Linked DNA regions of Rattus norvegicus: region 1 is linked to region 2. A link is a contact called in public Hi-C data. All regions are on one chromosome and are shown on one strand. Each heading gives the region's core, a stretch centred on a gene start, on an enhancer-like site or on the middle of the called end of the contact. The rest is flanking DNA. Distances are from core to core; before and after follow the strand shown.

Region 1 (6,254 bases), core at 3,439-5,938, 130 kb after region 2:
CGAGCACTTGAGTTTGAACCCACATAGAAAGCCAGGTGTGGTGTAATCCCCAGTGTTTGTAATCCCAGCCTGGGAAGTCACCCGAGCCTAACCAGTCTCAAAAGCCAGGTGTTGTGGTGGGTGCCTCACTGGGAAAAAGCACTTGCTGCCAAGTCTGACAGCCTGGGTTCAACTGGCAGGGCCCTCAAGGTAGACGAAGAAAAGTAGCCACAAGTTTTTCTCTGGCCTCTACACGTGTGCTATGGTGTACACACATGCATAGGCAGGCACGCATGCATGCACACATATAAATGAAGTTTAAATAAAAAAAACAAGACAAGATGGACCGTGTCTGAGGAGGAACCATGCCTGGCATTGTCTTCTGACCTCTACACATACATGAGCACACATGGGCACAAACACACAAAAGATCATAATACACATATTTAGAACTTGCTTTCACCATTCTGTGCAACTTGCATGAAGCTCTTGAGCAGCAGTCTCCTCCCCCAGTACTGCTCAAACTACCTAGGTTTCATATGTCACACCTGTGTTTTCATATGTCACACCTGTGTTTTCATATGTCAAACCTGTTTTTTCATATGTCACACCTGTGTTTTCATATGTCACACCTGTGTTTTCATGTCACACCTTTGTTTTCATATGTCACACCTGTGTTTTCATATGTCACTCCTGTGATTTCATATGTCACATCTTTGTTTTCATATGTCACCCCTGTGTTTTCATATGTCACACCCGTGGTTTCATATGTCACACCTGTGATTTCATGTCACACCTGTGGTTTCATATGTCACACCTGTGATTTCATGTCACACCTGTGGTTTCATATGTCACACCTGTGATTTCATATGTCACACCTGGAGCTTCATATGTCACACCTGGGGTTTCATATGTTACACCTGTGACTTAACAGTTGATTGTAGAAGGGCCCAGCTTTCCCTCTGTCTGGTCAGGGAGTCCTGAGTGGTGGAGCAGACATTAGTGGGGCCATATCTGAATTACAGGAGAGAAGTACCATACTTGCCTTTTACGTGGGCTCTTGATGTAGAGCTGAGCCCATCATCCTGTATATCGAGCTCTTCTGCCGCTGAGCGTCCCCCGGAACCATTGTTTGTCTCTCATCTTTGGATCTTCCTAAATGCCATCTCCCTGCTTCCAGTACTCTCCTGCCTGAGGCTAGCCCTGCCCGGTTGTCTGCTGGAGGTTCCCATAGTTGGACAGCAGAAGCACTGTACTTGCTGTTACACAGTAACAAAGTCTGTTTTCCCACTCCATGCCCGGATATCTGCACTCATTCCCACCAGTGCAGTGCTGACGCCTGAGATGAGCCTTACGGCGTGTAAAGTGCTTCCTACTACCCGCTCTCAGCCCTGACAACCCTGCCTCAGAGATGCTATTGCTGAGGTAAAGGAGAGTGCAGACTGATGCTTTTCCTATCCCAGTGACTGCTGGACTGGACGTGGAGCAACAGAGATCACGATGGGCTATGTTAGGTTTAGTCAGACGAGGGGAGATGGTCGTCCTGCTGTATTTACCATAGACACTGTTGACGTGTATTAGAACATGTCATGTCTTACAGCACTGTACAGCTATATATGTGCAGTTGCTTCAGATAGTCTCTTCTGGAGGCACGTACTGTCACGATGAGGTGTGTGTCACGGTGAGGTGTGTGTCACGGTGACTTTGCCATTCCGTTTAGAAACACTCATGTGACGAAGGCCAGCATTGAAAATATAACTTGACTTCTTGCTTGTTTTACTTACATCTCTTAAATTTCAGGTGTGATCTCTGACTTAGCGGTCGTTTCTTGCTGTAGGATGTATTCCAACGACTTGATGGATATGTAGGATTCTCTCATCCTCCCGTATCAGTTAGACACCGTAAAGGATGCACCCTGCTGTCAGTTCCCTGAGCACAGAGGGCTGTAAAATGGCCTTTCAGGATTTGCTGTGTGGAATGTAATATACACGAATATCTTTCGTTTTACATTAAATAAAAATTTATATTATCTAAAAAAAGATGAATCCCTTACTAGGTTTTTTCCTTTGATTTTTAAATATTTTTCATAAATTCCATTTTGATCTTCACAATATGAGGTTAAATTACAATGTTCTCTAGGACTACAGATCATTGGCAGAGTGGAGGGAGGGGAGCATGGACCCCGAGCCTCTGGTATGACTTGGTTTTGGCTTTGAGTGGCTCCCAGGCTTCACAGTTCCTGTGGGAAATAATTCTGTCCCAGTGGAGCTACCCGTGCAGCTATTTGGAGGCTGTGCTCTCTTTGAATATGATTTATGACATTCTCTTCTCAACACAGGTTGATGCCCGGAAATCCACCCCCTCCATGGTCGATCGACTTCAGAGGCAAATCATTATTGCCGACTGCCAGGTGTACTTGGCCGTGCTGTCCTTTGTGAAACAAGAATTGTCGGGTGAGTGGACACAGTTTGTAGTGACACTCGCTGGTCCGCAGTGAGTGGACACAGTTTGTAGTGACACTCGCTGGTCTGCAGTGAGTGGACACAGTTCTTAGTGACACTCACTGGTCCGTGGTGAGTGGACACAGTTCTTAGTGACACTCGCTGGTCCGCGGTGAGTGGACACAGTTTGTAGTGACACTCACTGGTCCGTGGTGAGTGGACACAGTTCGTAGTGACACTCGCTGGTCCGTGAGCACATCAGTGTTCCTCTTTTCTTTTTTCTGTTACTTAGACTTTGAAGACTAAGCCCGCAGTGGCAGTGCTTTTGGGGGTCATTGCTGATTTATTACTTACGACATGGAAACCTGGGTGCTTAATGTGTGCACAGCAGAGTCGTCTCGTCCTGAAGTCTGCTGTACAGTCAGTCTTTCTTAGAGAAATCGCTGATGTTGTTGATGTGAAGGAGCTGTTAGTGCCCATCAGGTTGTACATACTATTCTTCAGAATGAAATCAAACTGCTTTGGATTTCAGATTCTTGGGAAATTGTTTTGAGCTCCTGCAGTGTCAACTGTATCAAAAGGGACTCTGCACTGTGCTTGAGAGCCTGGTGTCAGAGTGACCAAGGGTGCACTACACTGTCACTGTCTAACGAGGGGTGCGCACTATACTGTCACTGTCTAATGAGGGTTGCGCACTACACTGTCACTGTCTAACGAGGGGTGCGCACTACACTGTCACTGGTCTAACAAGCACTTACCCTGTGCGTCATTGTTCTGCCCAGAGAACTTTTCTCCAGCCTTTTGCTTCTTTCATTTTTGGCTAAAATGAGTTCAAATGTGTCTGCATAGCAGGCTGCGAGACTCAGTCTCTGATCTGGCGATGTCTCTTGGATCCTGACAGCAGGAACCTGCCACTTGGCTAGACAGGATGTACAAAGTCATACTCAGAAACACATTTCCTCTCAAGCCCTAAATGACAAGGACATTTTTCCTGTGAAATATACCGGAAGTCCTTTTCTTCCTTTCTTCTGTTTCCATTTCTGTTTTGATGCTGCTTCTGTTGAAAGGAAATTTTACTGTTATTTTGACGCCTAACGTTTGAACTTGCAAACACTCATCTTTTATGATGTGTTTTCACTGTTTGCTCCAGTCCCTCCCCCAACCCCCAGCCTCTGGTCTCCTCCCCTCAGCAGTTCCTAACAGGACAGCTCTGATGTGTTGAGGGATCAAGATGAAGCTCTTCTGTAAGGCAGTACAGAGGAAGTGTTCCCGCCCACCCCAGGCCTGCCAATCAAACTGTGCATGATGATACTGAGGGGCTACTTCAGGCAGGAGGAGAGAGTTCTTCATCTTCTGTTGTTTTGGCATTCTTTTTTTGATGCTCAAGTTCTTGTGAGGAACTCAGGTTAGCCACTAAGAAAATGCTTCTTGAGCTGGAGAGATGGCTCAGCAGTTAAGAGCGCTGACTGCTCTACCACAGGTCCTGAGTTCAATTCCCAGCAACCACATGGTGGCTCACAACCATCTGTAATGGGATCCAGTGCCCTCTTCTGGTGTGTCTGAAGACAGCTACAGTGTAGTCATATCCATAAAACAAATAAGTAAATATTTAAGGAAGGAAGGAATGAAGGAAGGGAGGGAAGGAGGGAGAGAGGGAGGGAGGGAGGGAGGGAAGGAAGGAAAAGAAAAGAAAATGCCTCTTGTCAGGCATGATGGCCACACCTTTAACTCCAGCACTCTGGGGGCAGAGGCAGGCAGATCTCTGTGACGTCCAGATCCATCTGGATTAATGCCAGGACAACTAGGGCTACAGATAATGAGAGCCTGTCTCAAAAAGTTTTTAAAAAGGTAAAAAGAAAATGTGTGTTGATGTACAAATCCTAGCTACTTGGTGGCTGGCTTCACCGGGAGCACCCTGTGAGCCCAGGAGTTCAGGATCAACCCCTGCAGTAAAAGAGTACCCCTCTCTCTGTCCTCCCCGTCCCCACCCAATTTTATTTTATTTTTATTTCTGTGTGTCTGGGTGTGGTTATGCACATGTTGAGTGAAGGTGCACTCAGAACCAGAAGGGGTACCAGGTCCCCCAGGGCTGGAGTTAGATGTGCGGTGAGGCCTGGGGTACCGGGTGCCGGGTGCTGGGTGCCGGGTGCCGGGTGCCGGGTGCCGGTGCCGGTGCTGGTGCTGAGCTGTCTTTTGAAAGTGCAGTACTCATTCTTAGTCACCAGGGCTTCTCTCCAGCCCTGAGATCCTGCCTCATAACGACTGGAGATTACTCATTAAAAGGGAAGGGTCAAACAGACGCAGGGAGGTGTTAGCACATAGCCATGTCTACTGCTGTATTCTTAGCATTACGAATGCTCAACTGGTTTTCTCTCCTTCCCAGGGAGGCAACCACATCTTCCTACTTTGTCACTGAGTTCTGCTGTGACATTTTCTCTGTCGCTCAGTCTGGTTGCTTGTGCCACCACCTCCTTGTAGCCTCGCAGGACAGGTTTCTCAGACCTTCCCTGACATGCTCCCTGGGGCCAGTGTCACTAGCCCCATTGACCTACGTACACTTCAAACACTTAGCTGGCCTGTGTCACCCCCAGGATAGAGCCAATCCCTGTCAGGGGTGGCAGGTCAGACCTGCCTCCTCCTGGCATTCCTCAAGGTTCTTTGAAAAGGCTTGGAAGCTTGTACCCTAGTTCACACTGCCCCGTCTAGAAACACCTCAGCCCCTTTGGGTTCCTCTCGTGCCCAGTCAGGTATGCCCCAGGCCTTTCTCTTTCCTTGTGGGTCTCATGGTGGCCTGGGGGGTGAGCAGTAGGTACCCTCTTGGGGCCAGGTGAGCAGCTGCCACCCCGCGATCTGCGTGCTCATTTCTGAAGCTGCCTTCGTGTCAGACATAAGACTGGGTAGGAACTGATAGTGCTCCTGCCCATGCGTTCTGCTCTTCTTTGGTGTCTGGCCTTCTGGGATGACAGGTACTGATGGCCAGAGATGAAGGAGGGTGGGGTTTAGCCTGAGGAAATTCATGGTGACTGGGGTAGGGGTAGGGATGGGGGTGAGTAGGTGAGTCCTCAGGAAGCCTGGGACCAGCAGACAGGGTTACAGAGGTAACACCAGGCACAGGAGGTTCTGACACAAGGGGAAGGCCAGGCAAGGGTCTCTGGTCCTGTCCCTCTGTGGTTATAAAGAATGAGGCAGATGGGGATCAGGGCTCTGTGCTAGCCTCTAATCCAGCATTTTGGAGGCTCAGGTAGAAGCTAGGTCAGGGCCATAGCACAAGGCTGCTCAAAACCAAAACAAATGAAACAAAACAACAACCGCAAATTGGTCCATTTCCTGTCTGTCTCTGATGCATGATTGGTGCCGCTGCCCAGCATGGGTCAGCGTGCATTCTGTGAATGAAAGAGAGGAACAGAGGAGGAGGATGCCACTCAGGAAATAAGTTGCCAGTGGAACAGTGAGTCTATTAGAAGTCTCCTGTCTGAGTGTGAATTCACCGGGGGAGGTGGGCTGGCTGGTGACAACTAAGTTGCCTATTGTGGGGCCAGGAATATAAGTCAGGGTAAAGTGCTTGCCGTACAAGCTTGAGGACTGAAGTTCTATCCCCCAGAACCCTCATATAACACTGGGCATCTGGGCATGGGGGCTGTGATAGGCTGTGATAATGTTCCTTCCTCCCAGCTGTGATGGGAAGGTAGAATGGGTAGACTTCTGAGGCCCACTGGCCACCCAGTCTCATCTACTCAGTGAGCTCCAGACTCTTTCCAAGGAGGTAGACAACAGTCCTGAGAAACAATACCAAGGGTGTCGCCTGGCCTTCATGAATGCATACCTGCTCACACC
Region 2 (6,060 bases), core at 315-2,814:
GTCCCCCCCCCCATCAAAAATAGGCAAAATGATACACAAACTCTATTACAAGATGAGTTATTGACTGTGGGTGTGCCCTTTACAGTTCTGAACATCTAGCCATGAAATTTAATAAAGATAGAGCATGTGTAAATTATGTAAACCACGATAGATTTCAAATGAGAACATTTCTATTACAGTGAGGCCATTTCTACTATGATGTTCTTAATGCTACCGTGGTCCCAGAGGGTAGCGAGCACAGTTGAGAACCACTGTTTTAGTAACTTGGGGAGATGACTCAGATTGTGCTCAGAGCTTCTCAGAAGCTAAGTAGACAAGCTAGGTGAGGTAGACCTGTTGTCCCTTATATGATACAAAGTCAGGTAGATCCCTGGTGTTCATGGGCCAGCAGTGTCAGCCAGCAAAATACCTCATCTCAAATCAGAGGTCAACGATGGCCAAAAAGCAGTACCTACGGGTGTTTTCTGGGCTCTGTACACACGTGCACACACATGGATGGACGTGGAGAAACACAGACATGTAGACACACACAGATGTTTTAGTATCAAACTTTTACCACACACTGCTACTGGGCAGTCATCTGCCCATGTGTGTAAACAAGTCCACAGGAAAAGGAAGCCGCAGTTACTCTGAGACACTACAAATAGGTTTGTGTTTCCTTGCTGGCTGATTTGTTCCCATTCGTTTCAGATCTTAATCACAATTGGAAAACTACAAAAACGCATGTGGATAAATGTGAACGAACGCAGTGTACGAATCGAAGGGGAAATATTTGATTTCAGCACATATTATTTGGGTGGAATTCCAATTGCAATCAGAGAAAGGTGAGGTGACGTTGTGAGGTTTCTATTGGGGAGGGGAGCCAATGAGCCATCCTGCCAACCTGCTGTGCTGCATTTTTATTAATGTAGAACACCTCTTATGCCGGCAGGGCTTGCTACCAACAAGTCTAGGCTCCCTTGTTTGATATTAGCTCAAACAGTAAACTTTGCAACACTAACAATATAGTCATGAAAGAAAAATAGATTGTAAAAATTGAATAATGGGACTGGCTGTCCAAAATGTGGGAAGTCGGACAAAATGTGTGGCACCTCACTATCCATTCTTGTCACTCTTAGAAGGACAGAAACCACAAAGAATCCAGCTGGGTTGATAAGGGTCAGGAAAACAGAATTTAGGCTGTTGCTTTACCCATTAAAGAAGCCCAGGGACACATGCAGAATAAGAACATCCATGCAGAGTGAAGGGGGAGTGGGGGAAAAGGGGGGAAGAAGGGAGGGAGGGAGGGAGGGAGGGAGGGAGGGGGAGAGAATGGGTTGTCTGTGTGAGAGTTAGCTTCCAAACAAGAGGCTACTCCCCCCCTTTCTAGGTAAGTTTATTTGTTTTCCCTTGTTTTAATTCAAATCACAAGAGTAGAGAAATAAGCCAAGGGGACAGAAGCTGTGAAAATATTTACCTGACCTTTGGTTTCTTCAGAAATGAAATGCTAAGCAATGCTTATCTGGGCTTGGCCTGTCTTGGCTGACTGGTAAGGCATTTGGTCATTCAGTGAGCCCCTGCAACGGTCCCTGATGTGGATCACTGGGACGGTGTGGCTTAGAGGATCTCAACAGGCCTCTGCAGGGACAGCCACACAGCTCTTCCCAAGGAACCCAACTTAGTGGAAGGGCCCTGAGGAGATTTGGGACTGAGACACGGTGGTGCCATGGCTGCGTTGAGCAGCTTTCCTCTGTGGAGTCAGCCTTCTGGGAACGAGGACCCAGATCTTTGAATGACTTGAGATTATAATCAGGGGTCACACATCTGCTAATCCAATCTACAAGTCCTTACTGATAAGGCCAGGGGGCTGACACCAAGCAGGACATCTCCTGGGACAGTGACAGTCAGCCTGGGGTCTGATAGATGCTCAATTTAGCATCACTCTCTCTCTCTCATCTCTGCGGACTCCAGCCAGGGAACTGGATAAGCTTTTGTGGGAAGGTGGGCCCAGGGTATGAGCATCTCCCACACAGGAGGTCATTGACTTAGGAGTACCTGCCCCGACATAATTAGGTTCCTCTAGCAAGTGAGTTCCGATCGTGAGTCCTAGAGAGAATGTGGACGTCTAGACCCTCAGCTGACCTAACACAGTGAGCGTGAACATATCCATAAAAATGCCAGCCCCAGAATTTGAAAGGAACTTTCCTCCTCTCCCAAGGTGCAAGATGTTTTTATAAAGTAATTAAGTCACAGTGCCAAGAAGGCTGTGCTTTTCCTTTTAATGAAATTTAATTTTATGCATGTTCCTTGTAGTTCTGCTGTTTATAATGAATTAGACTAAAGGCAGACACCTTTCCATTTAGATAAATGAAGCGACCTTAGGGATTTATGATGAAATCAGGATTGGATTTTCTTAGTACATCATTTGATTAAGAAACATTAATATTTGCCTCAGTCAGTTAATGCTTTACATGAATCCAGCGCCACACAGATTAGGAAGCGAAGTCAAAGAGGCATGCCAGGGCACCACATAGGGAGATCTGTATAGAAATCATGCGAGGGCTGGCCAAATGGAGCTGTCCATGAAGTGCTCCCTGAACAAGCGTGAGAACCCGAGTTCAGTACTCTAGCACCCATATTAACACAGAGGCTCACAACCACCTGTAAGGGAGTCTGATGCCCCCTTCTGGCCTGCAGATGTATGTGCAGCAGAGAACTCATACAATAAATACAATTTTTAAAAAATTAAAAATAAGTAAAGCTAGGAATGGTAGTATTGTGCCTATAGTCCCAGTGGTAGATGTCGGAGACAAGAGCGTCCCTCAGATTTCCTGGCTAGCCAGTCTAGCTGAGTTATTGAGCCTCAGTTTCAGTGAGAGACCTGATCTCAAAAATGAGGTGGAGAGCAATACAGGAAGAAGACATCCATTGTTAACCTCCGCCCACAAGAGCACATGCGTACAAAACCGTACCCATGAGAACATGTACACACACGTACATGCATGCACCACACAGCCAGACGAGATGGCTGGGATGATGGTAACAGAGTACTAGGTACGGGTAGCACATGCAGAGCAAGGGCTGGCGTAGCCAGCCAGTGTGTATAGACAGCACTGCTGAGTGCAGCGAGCCCTCAGGGTTCCCTAAGCGCCACTTGAGTGTGTTACATATACCAAGTTAGTCACACGGCCCACGCATGGTGCAGAAGCGCAGGTCTGCATTTATACAGAGAGGTAAAGTTGCTTACTGAGGCAGGCGCAGAACTTGAACCCAGACAGCCTAGCTGCAGAGCCCACAGCCCTCACCCACTCCTGAAACTCTTGACACGCCTGTGTGTTCATGCCTGCATCCAACATCCTCCCCAGCTCTTTCCTCACAACGATGGCTTGCTCATGTAGCGTGGTTGGCAGGTAGCAGATGGACTCAAACCTAAGGATTAAATCAGCCCTGTTTTTCAGAATTTAATAAAACTAAAAACTAACCGTTTCTTCTGAGTTCACACGGTGAATAAAAAAATAGGGCCTAAAGGTTTTCAGCACATCCCTGGCTCTCAAATCTCTGAGAATTTGTTTCTACAGCACCTGCAGTTTTCAGCCTATTCATTAGACTCTCTATCCTCTGCGAGGTGCCAGCAAGCCAGTAGCTCAGGGGAGCCCAGCCTCACAGGTCTCCCTTCCACTTCCTATCCTCAGGTTTAACATCTCAACGCCTGCTTTCCAAGGCTGCATGAAGAATCTGAAGAAAACCAGTGGGGTTGTCAGGTTGAATGATACTGTGGGTGTAACCAAGAAGTGCTCAGAAGACTGGAAGGTAAGCAGGATTCAGAACCGTGTGACAGACTACATCCCAGAGGGCTCATGGTACTGTGCAGAGCTGGCTTCATGCACTGAATGTGTAAAGATTACCAGCTCTACACACAAAACCTTACAGATGCTCAGTTACTGATTGTGTGGCCGAGCACAGAGGGGGTCGGTCTGAGCGGCACTAATGGTGGCCGTCATTTCCAGGGAAGGGGTGTAGTTCGAGAGTTCATCCAGGCATTCCTGGGCATCCAGGAAGTGAGTATAGTGCCAGTCACTTCCATGCTTGCCTTTCAGCTTGTGCGAACCGCCTCGTTCTCCAGAGGAGGGCAGATGAGCTTTACAAACTTGGACGTGCCCTCGACTGACCGCTTCCAGCTCTCCTTTGGGTTTCAGACCTTTCAACCCAGTGGCACACTACTCAATCATCAGACGCGGGTAAGGCATGGTGTGCAGTGTGCTCACGGCAAGACAAAAGCCTGGCTCCACACTTTCTGCCAAAAGCAGCAGAGAGATTTTGAAGGATGAGGAGTTGGGCATTTTATCTGCCATCACAGTTCTGGCACGAGCAATTCTCCACCTGAGGAGATCCTGAGAGAAATCTGGCTAGATGGCACATAATCTGTAGAGTTCGGTTTGTGTGCATTGAGCAACCCTTTCCATTCTTTACAGACACGTGTTAACACGAATTATAACAGCTATAGGTGATAATGTGGTTAGGAAAAGATTAAGATTTCTCCTTACTATTTCTTTTTGATTACATCTTCCAGAGAAGGTTCTTCAGATTCCTTTACTGTAGCAGTTACTGCAGAGATAATATTTATCCTGGGAGAATTAGAGTAAACAGGGTCTTGTGCTCTCTCTTCACATGCAGTAGACCCTCAGACATTCTCTCTTGCACTGGGAGGTAGGCTTGACAAGTCAAGTGCTCACTGTGTAAATCAGAGTTGGTGTTTGGATCCCCTGTGCCCATGTGAAAGCCAGTGAGCATGGCAGCCTCCCTATAATCTCAGGTCAGGGGAAGCAGACAGGGCATCCCCCTAGCAATCTGGGGCTTAGCCTCCTGAGATAGAACCTGTCAAAATAGCAAGCTCCAGGTTCAGTGAGGTCGTGTCTGTGTATATAAGGTAGACAGCAGTCCAGGAAGACACCCGAAGTCAACCTGTTCCTCCACATACATGTGCACCCATCCTACAGGCATGCACAAAAGAGAATCATACAGAGGGAGGGAGGGAAGGAGGGAGGGAGAGAAAGACAGATAGAGACAGAGACAGAGACAGACAGAAACAGAGACAGACAGACAGATAGAGACAGAGACAGAGACACTCTGGTACTCTGTTCCACAAGAAGATGCCCTCTACAGCCTCAAAGATATGAGTCAGCTTAGAAATCCACTGATAGGAAGAATGGAACTTTTAAATAAAAGTGCTTTTGATTTGTTTCTTTAGGCTTCATTGCCAATCATAGCAGATACTTGGTATCAGATCTAAAAGATTGCAATGGCTAGCTCTATGGCTATGATCAGAGCAAAATCTCTTGCCATCTGTTATCTTGTTTACCAGTCTTTGTAGATTTTTAAAATGATTCCTAAAGAGCCATGTGCCATAAGCCAGTAGAGATCATCTATCCAAGTTGGATACTTTGACCTGGTGTTCATTCATTCTTCCCTCCTCTATCTGTCTCTCTGACTCTCTGTGTCCCTCTGTCTCTGTATCTCTGTCTCTCTGTCTCTCTTGGTGAGTGTATGGGCCAGAGGACACTTCATGTAGCATTCCTCAGGAGCCATACCTTGTTTGAGACAAGGCCTCCCACCAGCCTGGGCTCACCAAGTAGACTAAGCTAGTTAGCTAACAAATTCTACAGATCCTCCTATTCCTACCTCTTCAGCCTTGGGATGATAAGCATGCACCCTGCACCCAGCTTTTTCTATGTAGGTGCTTGGTTCTGAACCCTTTGTAGGTCAAAGGTTTGGACCTTTGTTCTTGTGTGACAAGCATTTTATTGACCGAGCCATACCCCCAGCTCTGACCTAGCACTTTTAATTCTTAACCCTTCTTTCTTCTGTCATGTGTAAGTACTAGCTGGTATATAGTCCACAGAATGATCAAAAGCAGTTTTAAGGATTAGATTAGCACCAAGTTAGAGCAACCCAGTGCTGTAGAGGGATCTGGAAATATCTTAGGGACATTGCTTTCAAGTTCATAAAGAGTTAGTTAAGAAACATAGTCTATCCCATTCAACAGCAGCAGAAGCCATCACTGGCTGTAGCCATCACAGGCTG

Evidence for each region. A called contact is a pair of places that touch in the nucleus more often than the background predicts.
Region 1: a Hi-C map of liver shows a contact between it and region 2, with 2.5 times the contacts expected there. The contact joins two enhancer-like sites. A contact is called at or near these places in 3 of 12 Hi-C or Micro-C datasets (hepatocytes, kidney and liver).

What each region holds. Positions count from the first base shown.
Region 1 is chr18:4,119,618-4,125,871 of GRCr8, forward strand. Ttc39c (tetratricopeptide repeat domain 39C) reads left to right here. Exons shown (of 14, transcript NM_001415714.1): 4 at 2,318-2,432. Among named protein-coding and RNA genes, the nearest start is that of Ttc39c, 43 kb to the left of the region's middle. Within about 2 kb of position 4,689, at least 3 of the 93 cell types and tissues checked have an H3K27ac peak or open chromatin away from gene starts, as enhancers often do. A contact at or near this core is called in liver, where this site is marked.
Region 2 is chr18:3,993,752-3,999,811 of GRCr8, forward strand. It overlaps Lama3 (laminin subunit alpha 3), which reads left to right. Exons shown (of 75, transcript NM_001393748.1): 62 at 691-824; 63 at 3,672-3,789; 64 at 4,077-4,217. The region is part of intron 2 of LOC120098331 (a long non-coding RNA gene); the gene reads right to left. Among named protein-coding and RNA genes, the nearest start is that of Ttc39c, 83 kb to the right of the region's middle. Within about 2 kb of position 1,565, at least 2 of the 93 cell types and tissues checked have an H3K27ac peak or open chromatin away from gene starts, as enhancers often do. A contact at or near this core is called in liver, where this site is marked.